Regions from separate parts of the Triticum aestivum genome. Here region 1 is linked to region 2. The links are chromatin contacts, called in public Hi-C maps. All regions are on one chromosome and are shown on one strand. Each heading gives the region's core, a stretch centred on a gene start, on an enhancer-like site or on the middle of the called end of the contact. The rest is flanking DNA. Distances are from core to core; before and after follow the strand shown.

The links. A called contact is a pair of places that touch in the nucleus more often than the background predicts.
Region 1: a contact with region 2 is called in a Hi-C map of leaf, with 2.5 times the contacts expected there. The contact joins the promoter of LOC123153868 here to the promoter of LOC123146912 in region 2. A contact is called at or near these places in 2 of 5 Hi-C or Micro-C datasets (leaf and an unstated tissue).

Annotation. Positions count from the first base shown.
Region 1 is chr7A:89,525,111-89,527,810 of IWGSC CS RefSeq v2.1, reverse strand. It overlaps LOC123153868 (calcium-binding protein CBP), which reads left to right and starts at 1,399. Exons shown (of 5, transcript XM_044572778.1): 1 at 1,399-2,021; 2 at 2,154-2,200; 3 at 2,670-2,700. The coding sequence starts at 1,595.
Region 2 is chr7A:89,315,566-89,318,265 of IWGSC CS RefSeq v2.1, reverse strand. It overlaps LOC123146912 (protein DMP3-like), which reads right to left and starts at 1,301. Exons shown (of 1, transcript XM_044566174.1): 1 at 474-1,301. The coding sequence starts at 1,297. The coding sequence ends at 590.

The DNA.
Region 1 (2,700 bases), core at 150-2,649, 210 kb before region 2:
GCCGGCCCATGTCCGGGCAGCCTATTTTTTAAATTTCGTTTTTCTTTTTTTAGTATAAACAATTTGGAACTTCAAAAAAGTTTATAAAAAATAAAAAAACGAGAATCATAAAATGTTTGTGGATTCAAAAAATGTTCACAGTTTTGTAAAAATAATGTTTGCTTATTCAGTTTTTTTTGAAATTTTGAAAATAAATGTTCAGGAAATAAAAAAATATTCATAATTTTAAAAAAGTTAGTGTATTAAATTTTTTAGTGAAATTGAACAAAATTTCACCAATTCAAAAATTGTTCCACCAATTTTCAAAAAAGTGTTCGTCGATTCTAGAAATGTTCGGCGGTTCAAAAAAATATTTATTTTCCATAATTTTGAAAAATAGCAAATATTATAAAATGTTCATGAATTCAAGAAATGTTCTTGATTTTAGAAAATGTTCGATTTTTTAAAAGTGTTCATGAATTTGAATTTTTTCCATGATTTCAAATATGTGCACGAGTTAAAAAAAATGTTCACGATTTCACGAAATTGAGAGTGACAGTGTATTTCGGTGATGCAGCAAGATGTGGTCATGGCCATTGAAGATTATGATTTTTTTTCTCCATTGCAACGCACTGGCCCTTTTGTTAGTAATAATAATATGATGAGTGAAACAATGAAGAACCCATTCAGCCTCTACTGTATCATATAAATTTGCACAAATTAATCTTACGGGTGATAAATTAGACCGCGACATGTGAATGGGTCAAGGTCGCTAAGGTGTGTTCTTGCCTCAATTGCTGCAGACTCTCAGGCCATTGCGTTAAGCCAAGAGCATCGAGTCGTTCCAGTAATGATCGAGTCACCTGTTGGAATTAAACCCGGCGTCCTGTGTCCTGCACGTATATAAGGGCCCGTACGATGGTGCTATCTTACGAGTGCCATGTAGGATAAATGCTGATGTGGAGGAGAGAGAAATCATAAGAAAAGTCTTGTCTTTTCTTATGTAAGAGATGATCTCTTAGCATCATGTTTTTAGAAATAACTAGTTATTGAAGATAAGACTAAGAAGATGTTTCTTTTTTGTCATTGTACTTGCCCTAGTATTGTTGTTGTACTCAAAAGCTTGTAGTCCTTGGTCCTTGACACGGATAGACACACCTGCAGTCGGCGGCCGCCGGTAGACGGCGAGGAAAAAGAAATGCCTGAAGAAGCTGAGGCGCACACGCACGTACGCGTCTTGGCAGCACCCGCGCGCGTACGGTTTGCTTAGCCATGCCGCACACGCCTTCTCCTCTTGCGCACTAAGCATCCCACAAGAAACTTCCAGCACAACGCGCGAAGGATGACAAAGCTAATTTGATGCCGCTCTAAGTTTTTGCGCGCGAACGATCAGCTCGACGACGACAAGAACGATCCAGCGGCAAGAGATTGCACCGCGTTCTTTTTCGCCTACATATACCCAGAACCAGCCCCGCTAGAACCGCTCCTCCCGCACGTCAACGTCTTCGTCTCTTTGATATATCCCGGAAGGAATCCGCCGTCGTTTCGTCAGTGCGGTTACCGTCGGACACCGTCTTCCTCAACACCCACGGACCTTCTCACCCCCCTCTCCGCCATGGCCGACTACAACCGCTACGGCCACGGCCACGACCAAGGATACGGCCAGGGCTACGGCTACGCGCCGTCGGCGCCTCCCGCGCCCACCTCTTCGCCGTACGGCAACGGCCAAGGATACAGCCAGGGCTACGCGCCCACGCCTTCCTCCTCCTCCTCCTCGCCGTACGGCTACGGCTACGGCCAAGGAGGCTACCCGCCGCCGATGGGGGGTTTCGGGGGAGCCGTGGCGTTCCCGCCGGGGACGCATCCGGACGTGGAGCGCGCGTTCCGGGCCGTCGACCGCGACGGCAGCGGCAGCATCGACGAGGGGGAGCTGCAGGCCGCGCTGTCCGACGCGCACCGCCGCTTCAGCATCCGCACCGTCCGCCTCCTCATCTTCCTCTTCAGCAACGCCCAGCTCGCCTCCTCCCCGCGCTCCCGGATGGGTAAGCAGAGCACACGCCTATGCAGCTATGCTCCATCAAACATCCACGACAAAATCTGCATCACTTTCGGCACTGTTTCAGTAAAAGAACAAGTACTGATTTCTTGCTGCCTCCGAACGATGTTTGTTGCAGGGCCAACGGAGTTCGTGACGCTATGGAACTGCCTCGGGCAATGGCGGGTGAGTGCTACTATCAATTTGCTTGCCATCGTTTAACTTTGAATGGTGAAAGTATGTACGATCGTGAAACAGAGTGTGCACATTCTGTTTCTGTTGCTCTCTGTTTGCTCTCTTCATATCTTCACATTGCTTGCAGTTCGACCACCAAATTATAAATAAAGATCATCGACCTCGTCTTCGTTGCATAGAAATCTTCTGAATACTGCAAGTGTACTTTTTTTTATCAAATGAGAGTGGAGACCCTGTTTCTCTGCAAGAAACAGCTGTTTATCCAATCATGTTATGAACTTATGATGCTCTCATGGAATTATTGCCCATCTAATACTGCAACTTAATCTGTCATGAGGGAAGTCAAATCAAAATGAAAAATAAAATAATATTTGTCAACCTCTGTCGATGATCTGCTATTTTCCCCCATCCGTCTATCATCAACATGGGACTTATTTCTGTTCTTCATGGTGCTATCTAGGTCGTTTTCGACAGATACGATAGGGACCGCA
Region 2 (2,700 bases), core at 52-2,551:
CCTAGTAGCTGCGCCGCCCCCACCCAGCATCACGCCGCCGCCTTGCGCCATCGCCTAGATGCGCCGCCGCGCCGCCATGACGCGGATCGGGGGAGAGCACCCCAGTGCCATGGGTGACCCGCCTCACCTGATCTGGCGCGGGAGGGAAGAGAGCCTCCGCCGCCGCCATCAGCCGCCTGGGGCTTCGCCCGGCGACCTCCTCTAGCGGCGGCGGAGGGGATGGGGAGGATGGACATGCCCGGTGGCGGGGGCTAGGGTTTCCACCCGAGCCGCCCTAGCGGGAGGGCGACGCGGGGGGCGATGCTGTTGCTAGATCATCTCAAATTCGTTAGCCATGAGGGGTGCCGGTCAGCCCGGGCGCCCCATATCCGCCTCATATTTGAGCCAGTATGAGGGACCGTGGCATGAACAAACTAAACAATACACAAGTATATTTCTCAAAATACACGGATGGTTCCATCGGCCATGGCATAACAAACTAAACAATACACAAATATTTCTCAAAAATAAAGTAATCACAAGTTAAAATATATCGTGATTACGTTGTAATCTAATTGTCCAAAAAAAAGGTGATATGATCATCTAAACATCAAGTGAGCTTCTTGCGAGGAGTGGTGTCGGTGTAACCGATGCCCTTCCTCTTTGTGGGGAAGACCATGAACACAAAACTCGACAGAAATGCGATGCCCAACGGCAGGTTCTTGAGCAGCTCTGCGGTGTTCCTGCCGGCGTTGGGGAAGAAGCAATTTTGTAGCCCCACGTCGCTGAACGCCACGGTGAGAAAGACCAGCGCTGTGAAGATGGCGTGCAAAAAGTCCAGTGGCCTGATGCGGAGCCTCCGGAACTCAGCTGGAGTCCACTTCAGCTTCTCCTCTTCGTCGGAGAAATTGAACACGTTGAAGCCGCGTGGTGTGGCGACGCCGTAGTAGAGCTTCTGGTCGCGGCCGAGGACACTGTCGGTGAAGGAGAAGAGGATGCACAGGGCGGCGAGGATGATGACCAGCGCGGCGGTGAGCCACTGGTTGGAGGCCTCGCACTTGCCGTGGTTGGTAAAGGACGGGGATAGAGCCTGGTACGCGAGCATTGTGCCCGTCGGCAGGAGCTGCGCGAGGTTCGCGGCGCTCGACATGACCTTGTCCGTTGCCTTGGATGCTGGTCCGGCAGCTGCTGCAGGTGCTATGGTCACGTCACCGGCATCATTAGGCATGGCCGGGACTGTCCCGGCCGTCGGCTGGCCGTTGGTTTGTGGACTTGGAGGCATCTGGATCACGGTGGATGATGGAGGAGGAGACGCCATTGTGTGGTCCTAAGCTGTTCCATTCGTGTGGCAACGCAACGTTGGTGTGTATATAGGTGAACCCTCTACGAATGGTTCTACCGTTGGCCGCGTCGATTTGTCTACGTGGTGTGGCAAGCTAGCTGAAGCCCTGCACATGTTGACTTCAACTATTCTAGGCGTGATCAGTCGTTTCTACGTGTCTTGAATTGTCTTAAGTTTGCATCCCACGTACTTGGAACTCTCTAGATTTTCTTTGGTTAAACTTCCACTAATGGCAACAAAAACGTCGTGGTCCTGAACGTGCGACGATGTCTTCTTCCCCGAAAGTGAGGAAATGAATTAGTTCAAGATCACTTGTTTCCAGTAGAAATCTGCAAGCTTACCTTTCACTCAACTAGCACAGTGCCGTCTGGCAAATGCGAGGACCCTGCCTTTATTGCTCTAAATTTTTGTAAAAAATTAATAAAAAAATTATATTCATATTGTGCGCTTAGAAATCAATACTGTGACTCTATAGCCACTGCTAAATCGGATATCATATGAACGCATACATATTACAGGCCTCACTGGTATGCATGATCTTAAAACATAAGAATTTTGATGGAAGTGCAAGATAGAAGAAGACTTGGAAGCACAAGAATTTTGTAAACTGTGCTTTTGGTTCAATAAATGTCCAACCACAAGAAGAAGAAAAACTCCATTTGTTCCAAAATATAGTGCATAATAGATTTTTGCAAAATCAACTTTGTAAACTTTGTGCAACATTAGAGAAATTCTTGTCAACGTCTACATTGCCAAATCATTACCATTGGATCACGAAATATATTCTCAAATGACAAAACAATGGGATTTTATAAATTGGTCAAAGTTTATGAAACTTGACTTTTGAGAAAACCAAGATGCCGCATCTATATGGTGATATTTTATATATTGGTCGATATTGTGTGGTATAGTAAACATATACCGCATCTGTATGGCAATTTTAGAATATGCCACAACTATTGTACTGAGGGTATTCTATGGTAGTCTGGATGGAACCCAAATCAGGAAAGACTCCTCGATACACACACATGCGTGCGCGCGCGCACGCACTCACGCAACGCAACACACACCTGTATGACATATGTGATTTTTTTTTAGTGTCCAATCAGACAAAAATACTTCACGGACTATACATTTAAGAATGAATCATAGAACACATTTGATATCATACAGACTGAAGAATTTTCCATGACCAGCCTTTGAGTCTTCTAAGCACATATATGTTTGGCATGTTCCATTCTTTCTGAGAAAGCACCACAGAAATGGGGAGGTGAAGTTAGATATAAAAAATTGACAATATTTGTGTTGGAAGTTGAAGTGGCGCATAGAAGTACCATTAGTTTCGCTCCAGCTAGCGGTACAACATTACATGTCGGGAC